Regions from separate parts of the Bombyx mori genome. Here region 2 is linked to region 1. Evidence: chromatin contacts called from public Hi-C data. All regions are on one chromosome and are shown on one strand. Each heading gives the region's core, a stretch centred on a gene start, on an enhancer-like site or on the middle of the called end of the contact. The rest is flanking DNA. Distances are from core to core; before and after follow the strand shown.

What was found. Hi-C and Micro-C count contacts between places; a contact is called where the count stands out from the background.
Region 2: a contact with region 1 is called in a Hi-C map of posterior silk gland, with 3 times the contacts expected there. The contact joins two enhancer-like sites. A contact is called at or near these places in 2 of 7 Hi-C or Micro-C datasets (middle silk gland and posterior silk gland).

The regions. Positions count from the first base shown.
Region 1 is chr10:7,765,501-7,768,253 of ASM3026992v2, reverse strand. It overlaps LOC101737447 (pre-rRNA 2'-O-ribose RNA methyltransferase FTSJ3), which reads right to left. Exons shown (of 10, transcript XM_004927547.5): 10 at 2,358-2,753. The coding sequence ends at 2,416. Among protein-coding and RNA genes, the nearest start is that of LOC101737447, 8.6 kb to the right of the region's middle. Within about 2 kb of position 1,378, at least 6 of the 8 cell types and tissues checked have open chromatin away from gene starts, as enhancers often do.
Region 2 is chr10:7,930,909-7,933,661 of ASM3026992v2, reverse strand. The region is part of intron 1 of E75 (nuclear hormone receptor E75); the gene reads left to right. Among protein-coding and RNA genes, the nearest start is that of E75, 37 kb to the left of the region's middle. Within about 2 kb of position 1,326, at least 8 of the 8 cell types and tissues checked have open chromatin away from gene starts, as enhancers often do.

The sequences.
Region 1 (2,753 bases), core at 129-2,628:
TCGAAGTCTTGATTCCAGAAATCGCGAAATTTAAACAAGTGCTAAGGGTTATTGCAATAATAAAAACAAGCTCTTAGAGCTTAGGTAGATAAATCTTTGAACATATTAGCGAACTGTATTCTTTAAGAATGTATAATAATACATAATACGGTAAGTTTTCATAATAGAGATTTTCTTTTTATTGCTTAGATGGGTGGACGAGCTCACAGCCCACCTGGTGTTAAGTGGTTACCGGAGCCCATAGATATCTACAAGGTAAATGCCGCCACCTACCTTGAGATATGAGTTCTAAGGTCTCAGTATAGTTACAACGGCTGCCCTACCCTTCAAACCGAAACGCATTACTGCTTGACGGCAGAAACAGGCAGGGTGGTGGTACCTACCCGTGCGGACTCACAAGAGGACCTACCACCAGTAATTACACAAATTATAATTTTGCGGGTTTAATTTTTATTACGCAATGCTATTCCTTTACTGTGGAAGTCAATCGTGAACATTTGTTAAGTACATATTTCTTAGAAAAATTATTACCCGTTTGAGATTCGAACACCGGTGCATCGCTCAACACAAATGCACCGGACGTCTTATCCTTTAGGCCACAACTACTTTCGAATATACTAATAATAATATTAGTATATTCGAAATATATTGAAATATAATTAGGCATATAAATGCGAACTAGCCGTACTCGTCCGCTTCGCTGGGCATTTAAATTAACCATTATTATTTATTGTCATTATTATTAGGGAGTCCAACACTCATAAATATTAGCCTATCCATTAAGTACATGTATTTTCTACATGGATACCAAGTTTTAAGTCAATCGGATGCATGGTTCAGTAGTTATAACGGAACATCCGTAAAAACCACTGTAGATTTATATATCCATATATTAATACGTGAAGGATAAACTTTGTATCCTTTTTACGAAAATAGCGTGGACGGAGGAGCATGAAATTTCTCACACTTAGAGAGCTATAGAGAAGGAGTGCAGAATGTTAATATTTTTTTAAATTATGCCTAAATAATACATTAAATCAATAAAAGAAACATGACACATACTACCACGTACCATGTACTCTTCGTTCATTGTCAAACTTTAGTTATTGTTCCAAGTCTGTGGTCAAATTGAGAATAGATTAATATTTTTTGTCTATTATGTAGCCTTCGCGAAACCTGTGATTATAGGAAGTAAAATAATAGTCTTTATAACTTATAATTTCAATTAATTATAGTCGAAATTCGACTACCGGGGCACCCCTAGTTAGTATAGATATGCTAATATTATTAAGATATTTTGTTGATATGTAGTAAAGTGGTCGGGATTGGGCGGCAGAGGGCACGGAACGGTCGGTAGCGCGTCGGCGGCGAGCGGCCTTGGCCGTGATCGTGCGCTCGATATAGCGCTGCCGACCCTCCGTTTGCCTCCATATAACACCCCCTCAAGGCCTCCAAACTCATCCCATGTTACAATTTCTGTTCTTCTTCGCTCTCTTCCATTTTTAAGAAAAACTTTTAATAAAGACCGTGAAAATTAATTTCCAAAGTAAAACAGAACAGAGCCTATTTACCGGTGAATAACTATTCAATGTTGTAGTTTAAAACCAGAACTAAACATGTCAGCAAATAATTTCAATATATTTATTAATAATTTTCCACAGAATATCGGTAAAGGTCATGACTGGGAAGTAACGAGAAATTATTTAACCGTCTGCTGGCGGGAAGGTTATTTTGTTTTATTGTGCACACTAAAACAATGGGTATAAAATTATATTTGTTGATACGAATCAATCCTTCGCAAAATCACTAAAGAACATTAGTAGGCAGACGGCGTAGTTGGAACGAATCAGAATTAGACACCAAGGCCACAAAACGAAATGATATCATTTATATAGCATGTCTGTCCCTGAACTCGCCGCCGAATGACGCACGTGGATTCGAATATCAACCCTGACCTTAGTAGTAAAAATAATCTCTGTAATGCTAGCTAATGGGTCTAGCCACCCTGATACAATTACCAAGGGTCAACATAAATCAATCTACATTAAATTGACATAATTCATCCAGCACTAAAGTAAATTGATAACACCCTATATGTATTAAAGAGGGTGTAGAGAAATGTTCCCAAAAACGATAGGTAACAGGTAATAGGTGTTGGTGAATGAAAATCGATAGCTAAAAATAATTGTTAAATAGTTTAAAATTTTATGCAATACATAATGAGCGTTACGTCCTTTACATTGGGTCCAGAAATTAGATTGGGCACGTAAATGATCATTCTATTTACGTTAAGGTGTGTGTTACTGCTACCGTTTCGGCCTTCGAGATTAGTTTCGAGGTTCAGAATAAAAAATCAATTAAATAATAATAAATTTATAAAAGAAACTTTTATTTCTGTTTTAACAACACAAGTGATCACTTTGCTTTTCCTTTCTTTTTGGGGACTTTTTTAGGCTTGTTTTGTTTCTTGGGTTGTTTTTTACCTCGACCTTTTGTTTTCTCCTTTGCCTTTTGGGCACGTAAGTCCTTTTTCATGCGCGGATCTACCACTTTGTACTGGCCCTTAACGCCCTGTGGTCTCTTCATACGCTTAGCAGTTGTATGTTTCTTGGCCACCACATAAGTGATTTTCTTTTTACCATCAGATTGTGCCTTCTTGTAAAGTTGTCTCACTTGTTGTGCTTTCTCTCGCTCGGACATATCAGCGTTCTCCATTACCGCCTCGACTTTTTTCTTTGCACGTTCCATCTTTT
Region 2 (2,753 bases), core at 77-2,576, 170 kb before region 1:
GTTCCTACATTCTAATAAACGCTATATATCCTAAACACACGTAAGTACCTACTGGACTTTATTATTCCAAATACATTATATTACTCAAATTATCCAACGGCATGGAAATATTCGCAAAGTCAACGCAGGCAATTAAAGGTGTAAATCTGGAAAATATCGTTTCTTGTTTGTATACGTAATTTAAGTCTGGGCAGCGCTCCGCTATTATGTTTGCATGAGCATGTGTTTTGTGGCATTGAACACTAATAATAATCGGTGAACTTGACATTGGGAGCGGAGGCTCGTCATCGCAGCAAGATTCACCTTCGCGCTTGCACATCGTTACGACTCGTTGGAGAGACAAGGATGAGCGATATTATCTTTTTGTATTCACGAGTGTTTGTAGGTCAGTCATGTATTTGTTCCGGACGATAGTCCGAAAGTCGGCTGGAGGTTACATTACGTGCCTAGTTATTTACGTCAGGACTGAGCAAATCAGCAAATATGTTTTGCCAAGATACACAATTAAAATTGATTTAAAAAAATCAAATGTAACTACACTTCCGAGAAACAAATTATGTATTTTAGAAAATATATTATTATGTGGGTATGTTTTTAAAGAAATTTTTTTTGAGAATCAAAGAAGATATGATAGGTATTTAACAGTTTCATCTATTTATTTATATAATATGGAATATTTAATCGTTTTACTCTATGAAAATTGCGGACAAAATTCTAATTTATTCCATTGGTTTTTTAACAAAATTGAGATCAGCGTACTCTAGCAGCCATTTTGAAACCTTTTTGTACGCAAGGAATCTGCAGACCATCGTCATGTTGGAAGAGTTCGCTAGATGGCGCTATGCCAGTGTAACTTTCTTTTTGAGTTTCACATAATAAAATATAGGTGGCATTGCTTGTTAAGAAGTTCAATCAGCTTTTTACTCGTATACTGAAATTTAAAATAAGATTTTTACTTACCTTACAATTTTTTTATATTACCATGTATTAATAATATATTATATTACCAAAACGAATATTTAATTAAGTATCTATCCAATTACCTACCTTTATAAATAATATTTTTTGTGTTTATATTGCATGGCGCGATATTTAAATAATACAAACAAACACAGTAAGATCTCTTTTTACTTTACATAATACCTATTAAATAATTACTGATAGTGAATTCAACATATTATTATGTTTTTAATTTTGTCATTAATGTGTGGTTATCAGTCTAAAAATATTTGGTTGGAAACTTCGCGATTCATCACATTGTCATGTTCTGTAGAGTGTAGACTAAGCGCTGCCGGACGGTGATTTTGCGACTGTACTACGTCAGCGATCAGTTCTTTAGCACGTTCCACGTAACAAAATGCGTCACTCGGTCGTCGCTCCCTTTAAAACAAATGAGTGAGATCATTTTGTTTATTACATTGCCCATTATGGTTTGACCTATTTTTATATGTTTATAGCCTTGTGCTGTGAATAGCAAATAGAATTAGTTAACAAAGTTTTTGTAGAAGTACATTTACGATAGCTTCACTGGTTAGTTATTGATTGGCGAGCCGGATTTAATTATTCTGTAGTATTATTATTTTATAATAGTATTATTGGTATTCGCTGTTACTATTTATAATATACTATTCAATAAATGGTTTATCGCACTATATAAACTACTAATCTATAATATCATCAAGTATTAGATTTTAAGTATTTGGGTCTTAGTGTATTTTTTTATAATTGCATGTTGTTTCTGATACTGATGATATACTGGTGGTAAAGTGCTTATGCAATTGGAATAACCGTCTTGTCTATAGTATTATTCTACGTTCTCTATTTTGTGAAGCAGTATTGCATTCCGGCCGTACGTACAGCCGTTCTCCTCTTCTTTTTCTCCACCTTATCCCATTAGGTGGGGTCGGCACAGTTAATTTTTCTCTTCCATTCTTTTCTTCTATGAGCCTTCATTGACACACTCCATCCATGTCTTCGGTCGACCTCTTCCTCCTCTACCTTGCACTACATTTCCATACATCTCCTAGTCACATGCATCTTCTCTCTACGCATCACAATATGTCCATACCACATACGTACAGCCGTTAAACTAAACAAATAAGATTTCGTGTCTCAAAGTAGGGGCGGGACTCGCTCTTTGATGACTACGGGTCCCTGTAATGGCTCAACACCAACTGAGCGCGTCCACCCGTCTAAGCAAACAACAACAAAACAATTTAATACGAAACATCATAAACTGAAAGTCAGTATTTTCCACTCACTTTTTGGATATTTTTAAAATTGGAGTTGATTGCAAATGACGCCCGCCTGTCTTAAATAGTTACGGAATCCACAGACACCGTAACAAGAATGCTGCTATACGCCTACCATGAGACATCTTGAGGCAGAAGTCGATCTCTCAATGATATCGGTATGGCTATTATTAGAGAACAGAGTAGTTGGATGTAGGTGATAATTTAATGACTCATTATGAATCTCTGCCTCTCTCTTTCTAGGTTAAAAAAACAAAAACTTATGCACAATTAATATTTTAAATACTATATATTACTTGCCAACAAAAAACTCCTCATTAAAAAATAAACCACATTTATTTGAGGTTAAGTTTCTGCTACTCGACGCTAGATGGCTCTGCTCTCCTGTTTGAGCGCTACAAATATAATCTGATAATATTAAAATTATTAATGTAAAAACTCCTTTTGTGGTGCGGTATAGCGGGAAGGTTTTTTGCTTCAGCATAAGTTGTTTTGCGTGTA